Regions from separate parts of the Sus scrofa genome. Here region 2 is linked to region 1. Evidence: chromatin contacts called from public HiChIP or PLAC-seq data. All regions are on one chromosome and are shown on one strand. The core of a region is the stretch at or near the end of the contact, and the rest is flanking DNA. Distances in the headings are between cores, read along the strand shown.

The links. HiChIP or PLAC-seq counts read pairs in DNA pulled down with a chosen protein or histone mark.
Region 2: a contact with region 1 is called in an H3K27ac HiChIP or PLAC-seq map of alveolar macrophages. The contact joins two enhancer-like sites. A contact is called at or near these places in 4 of 47 Hi-C or Micro-C datasets (epiblast stem cells, liver and skeletal muscle) and 2 of 2 datasets of contacts at active chromatin or transcription factors (alveolar macrophages and skeletal muscle).

The regions. Positions count from the first base shown.
Region 1 is chr6:147,393,637-147,396,548 of Sscrofa11.1, forward strand. It overlaps a transcript of JAK1 not described here. Among named protein-coding and RNA genes, the nearest start is that of JAK1, 34 kb to the right of the region's middle. Within about 2 kb of position 1,440, at least 70 of the 83 cell types and tissues checked have an H3K27ac peak or open chromatin away from gene starts, as enhancers often do. A contact at or near this core is called in alveolar macrophages and liver, where this site is marked.
Region 2 is chr6:147,487,083-147,489,994 of Sscrofa11.1, forward strand. The region is part of intron 1 of JAK1 (Janus kinase 1); the gene reads left to right. Among named protein-coding and RNA genes, the nearest start is that of JAK1, 59 kb to the left of the region's middle. Within about 2 kb of position 1,524, at least 4 of the 83 cell types and tissues checked have an H3K27ac peak or open chromatin away from gene starts, as enhancers often do. A contact at or near this core is called in alveolar macrophages and liver, where this site is marked.

The DNA.
Region 1 (2,912 bases), core at 190-2,689:
AGATTGCAGCTTGTCTCTTGTGAAAAATGAGGCACAAATCTATTCCAAGCCCGAGTAAAGCAAATGACCCATCGCAGAGCAACACTGATGGTCACTCAGGGGTCTAGCAATTCCTGTGCAAAATATCAAAACACTGTACTTAGAATACTCAGGGCAGTGAGAACCTGGTATCTTCCACACCATCTTGAAAAAGCACTGTTTTGTTTACTTGTTTGTTTGTTGACATAGTTTGTGTGATTAAGAAGTGCTACTATCTTATGGGAATAAGACAAAAACCCCTCTCAAATTATCTTGCTTTGGAATTGCCAAATTTAACCTATTGCATGTGTGTATTCAATTTGGAGATTGTTGTTTTATTTGTTTTAGGTGGGTAGTAAGAGGGTGTGGAGTAAGGCTTTGCAGGGATTACTGCAGAAGGCATTATATTTTCATAAAGAGGGAAAAATACACCCATCTCATAATTACAAGTATTTGGAGTTGAAACATTGAGACAGTTTGTATTCTTGCCTTCCATATTTCCTCATTTGCAAAATGTTTCACAATCATTTAAATCCTTCCTCCAAATATTTATTCATTCTCTTATTTATTCAGGACGTACCACGCCCCATCAGGGCTAGTAACACTGTGATTCTTGGAAAGCTGGTCTCCGACGCTTTTAAGCATCACTACCCTCCCGGCTTTAAAACTAACTCCTGAAACCCCCCCCCCCCCCAGAGAGATCGAAACACGTTTCCTGTGTGAAAATATACACGGGGAAAAGAAACGTGTCAGTTGTATTCACCCGGAACCAGCCTAGAGCGGGCACGCCAGCGGGTTAGTGAGGTTTTCTTTGTAAAGGGCAACCTCTGCATTTTAAAGGGCGCAACCCGGTCACCCCAAAAAATGCAATTGAAAGGGCGCCTGAGGTCAGGACCGGACACTCGGCCACTCCTTTTTCGGCCGGGGAAACCTGGGAAACATTTTTTGGGCTCCGTCCGAGTCACGAGGCAGTTCCACGGCAGGAATTGTGCAATGGGGAGAGTCGGGCGGGCGTCCGGGCTTGGAAAAACGTGGGGAAGGCTTCCACGGTGCCAACTCCCCCGCCGGGAGCTGCGAGGCACTAAGGCGCGGCCAGGACAGCGGGGCTCTGGGAGGCCCCAAATCCGGGCCAAGAGCGCCTCGCCTCGCTGTAGGGGTCGGGGATGGAGAATCGGGGGGACGCCGTCCCCCGTCTCGGGCAGAGTACGCCGCCGCGCGCGGCCCTGGACTCTGCGAGTGCCCGGAGCGCTAGAGGGAACGGCGGCCGCGGGCGACGCGAGGGAACGCAGCCTCGCCACATCGATCGCGGCTGGGAACTCCGGGCTCGCACTTTCGGTAAGAGCACCGGGGCTTCCAGCAGCGCCGCGTCCCCGCCCCCGCCGGCCCGGCTGCCCTTTCGGATGGTGACGCAGTCGGCGGGGTACGCAGAAGTCTACGCGGAAACCCGGAACCTCCCCGGCCGCGGGCGCCGCCTTCCCGCCCCCGCGCAGCCCCAGCCCAGCGGTGCTCCTTCGCGCCCCACGCCGAGTGTCACGCACCGAGCGAGGCCTTGAGATGCGCTGCAAGGGTTAAACATCCGAGCAGTCCCTGGATGCGGACTCGGTGATAAACATTCAGACACATTGGTTTACTCATATCACTACGCGTGGGACTTACGCACTATTATTAGCTTCACTTAGAGTTGGGGAAACAGGCTAGAAGAAAATTGTTACTTAGTTTTTTTTTTTTAATTGGAATATAGTTGACTTAAGTTTCTTCTTGAAATCAAGGCAGAGCTGCGAATCAAATCCAGGGTAATCTTGACTCAGCTCTATCATAATTCTCTTAGATCAGCCACTACATGGCTTTCATTCCCGTGAGCAAGTAACAGGTGCGCAGGTAAAGTGAGAAATGGAGCCCCTCTTCCCCGGGCAACAGGGGCAGTTTGCTTCTGGTTGGTGCTCACACACATGTCCAGATGTGCTGGAAAAATAAAAACTTTACATGTGTATGTGTGTGTATGTACACACACACACACACACACACCATGAAGTGGCAAAGGTTGGAACGATTTCTCAGCCCTTGTGCCTCCACTTTCAAGCTATGTATTCGGATCAGGGACACTTATCATACGGGATTACTGGAAGATTAAATAAAACAGTATTTACATGGGTGTTAGCAGCTGGAGGACCTCAACACCTGTTCATTCTCTCCCTGTGAATTCTCTCTTATTTTTACAGCGTTCCTGGGAACATCGGGGCATTCACCCTCTTCAACACCAACACTGGAGAGGGGGTGTGCAGTCTTTCAAGGTCAACACCTTTTCTGACAGATGATAGATTGAATCCATTCAATGGAAGATCACTTTCCCCATCACCATCACCAAGCTAGGGGCTCTGTCTCTTGGCTACTGCAAGGGCTCTTTCCATCACACACACACACACCCACACACCCACACCTTTTTCCTCCAGAAGCTTTGGAACAGCTCTGAGGCCAAAGCGTGACTTCCTCGGTGACCTGATGGTGATGAGGTGGGCAGGGACCTCCAGGAAGCGGGAAGGCTAGAGGAGGAAGTAGTCAGGGAGCTTGCAGCCTGCCATCCCCCCCCCCCCCGCCTCCCCCAGAGAGGGGGAACCCTCCCAGCTGCACCTGGGCCTCTTTGCTGGCCAGGGCTGGGCCCTTTTTGGTAACTCGGGAAGCAGCTGCAGCCTAGTAAAAGAGAACAGTTCCTGTGTGCGGGTGGGTGGGTGTGCGCGTGCGCGCTGGAAGGGGGGCGTTTCTGGTTGTGGAATGTCCAAACCCAAGTAGGTTAAAGTAAAAAGGAATATGTCGGCTTTAGGATTCTATCCGGAATGGGGCAGACTCTTTCCATGGCAAATCATTTCAGGTTCAGCACAGAATTTTGAGGTGAGTTT
Region 2 (2,912 bases), core at 274-2,773, 94 kb after region 1:
GCTTATTAACTCTCAAGTGGAGATGTTGAAGACATAATTGGATATTTGAGATGGGAGTTCTAAGATAAAAGTTTAGAAATTGTCTGCATCTAAGTGCCATTAAATCATGCACCTGGGTGTGAGTGTTTTGGAAGTGAGTGTGGATAGACAAGAGGTGAAGATCCAGGTCTGATTCCTGGGGCTCATTAGCATTTGGAGATTGGGAAGTGGAGGAGGATCCCCCCTCTGAAAATAAAGATGCTAGAACCTGATCCCCCAAATTGTTATAGGTATTGTGTAAGATATTACACATGGGCACATACTGAAAATTATTTAGTGCTTAACTGTATAAATAAATATGGAAATTAGGGCCAAGTTCTCTGGCGGCTCAGTGGGTTAAAGATCCGGCATTGTCACTGCTGTGGCTCAGGCTACAGCTATGGGTTTGATCCCTGGCCCAGGACCTTCTGTTTGCCACTAGCATGGCCAAAAATAGATATATAATATATGGGAGATTATTATTAAATAATTATTAAATTATTATTTCATATATATATATGGGAAATTCCTTAGGAAAATCGTTTGCCCACTTGATCTTTCTTCTGAAAATCTGTTTGTATGAGATTAGATAAGGTGTATGTAAATTTGGTGTGTATCAGGGGTTCCCAATGTGTAGGTTCTGTGACTGGGGGAGAGGAGGTGGGGAGGATGTTTGGGAAATTTAACAAGAGGGCTACCACATGATATATGCTTTAAATATACTTTTATTTCTGTTTTTATCACTTCAAGAAAATATGTATCTGAGGGAACATGAGCCATTACTGTCAATGGTGTTCTCATATTAAAGACATTTAACATTGATGTTTGACATACAAAGAGATATATACAAGCTTAAAAATTATGTGTGTGCTGGAGTTCCTGTCGTGGCTCAGTGGTTAACGAATCCAACTAGGAACCATGAGGTTTCAAGTTCGATCCCTGGCCTCGCTCAGTGGGTTAAGGATCCGGCGTTGCCGTGAGCTGTGGTAGGTTGCAGACACAGTTTGGATCCCGCGTTGCTGTGGCTGTGCTGTAGGCTGGCAGCAACAGCTCTGATTAGACCCCTAGCCTGGGAACCTCATATGTTGTGGGTGCAGCCCTCAAAAGACAAAAGACAAAAAAAAAAAAATTATGTGTGTGTACTAAGTATGAATTGGACACAGCTGGCATCTGTTTTGGTGAACAGGTACCTGCTTGAGTTGTCAGATCTTAGTAAGCTGTTCGAACTCACCATCCTCTCACTCTTTGCTCCCTCTCTTCTCTATCATCTTCCCTTCACTGGAAACAAGGGAGGGTTTCCTGAAAAGTGGGCTCTCTTCTGGGAAGACTCTCTGGCCAGCTGCCAGTGTGTCATACAACTTATCCAATCACATGGTGGAAAGAGAAGACTTGCAAAAAGGTCAGAGATGAAAACAGGAAAATCAAGTGGGTTGAAGGGGAAGGAAGCAAGAAGGCTGAGGCACATAAAGGCTGAGGATCACTCGGGACGGAGCTGGGGAAGGGCGCCTCTGCTGTGTCCTCTGTGACTGCTCCTCTCTCTCTCTCTCTCTCTGCAGCATTTTCTTTGCGCCCAGCTGCTATTCTCAGAATTGCAAAGACTTTTCTCCAGCTGTTTGGGTTATTGAATAGTAGGGAAATGTAACTTTTCCCAGGCATTACTTTCCAGAACACCTGCTTAAGGTGGCATTGTAGAAAGACCGTGTTCTCACCCTCCCTTTTTTATGAGTACCTTTTTAGTTTGATCTGATTCAACTGAAAGTTAAAATTTTATTCCTGTGCTTGTGTCTATCCAATTTGAGGACATGTGTGTGCATGTGAGGCTGTGGGAAAGAGAGACTATAAATGTAAGTGATTTAATGAATGGGTGGATAAATGATGAATGAATATTTTTTTGGAAGGCATTGGCCTATTAACCCATCTTCCCAGAAATAAAGACTTTCTGAGACTGCTATTCTTAGATCACTTTATAGAATTTTGGAGGTGACAGAGACCGTAGAGATCATCTGACTCTTGACTAAGTATGTGTTCCATTAAAAAAGAAGTCAAAATAATTTTGCAAAAGCAGGAGACTCACTACCCTTCTTACCATATTGAAGGCTAAGTGTTCTTCAAACCAGTGGTTAATTGGTGAGGAAAGGGCAGGGAGGAGGGGCAGTATAGGGGTAGGGGATTAAGAGGTACAAACAGATATAAAATAAGCGATGAGGATATATTGTACAACACAAGAAATATACCGCTGTTTTAGAATAACTATAAATGGAGTATAATCTTTAAAAATTGTGAATCAGTATATTGTATACCAATTTATGTAATACTCTACAGCACATATATGTCAATAAAAAGTTTTTTTAAAGGCTGAGCATTTTGTTAAAAAGATTGTTTCACTAGTGTTTTCAATTTATTTATTTCACTATAATACCTCCTTTTTCCTTCTCCCCACTTTCTCAGCTATATGTATATGGAACAGTGATCATTGCACAGAAATACAAGGTTCTAGAAAATTTGGTTTGGGAATGCTGATTTAATCTAATCCTTACATTTATTTTGAGCTTGCCAATGAACTTTTCTAGGTCTTTGTCCACATTTATGAGTAAATTGTATGAATTAATTACTAATGTCACTCCTAGCTATGACATTTTGTGGTTCAGATTTATTAACCCAGCCAGTGTTTAAAAAGTTATATGTTTCTTGGAGTTCCTGTCATGGCACAGCAGAAACAAGCCTGACTAGGATCCTTGGGGGTGCAGGTTTGATGCCTGGCCTTGCTCAGTGGGTTAAGGATCTGGCATTGCTGTAGCCGTGGCATAGGCCGGCAGCTACAGTTCCTATTCTGCCTCTAGCCTGGGAACCTCCTAGACTGCGGGTACGGCCCTTAAAAAAAAAAAAGGCAGAAA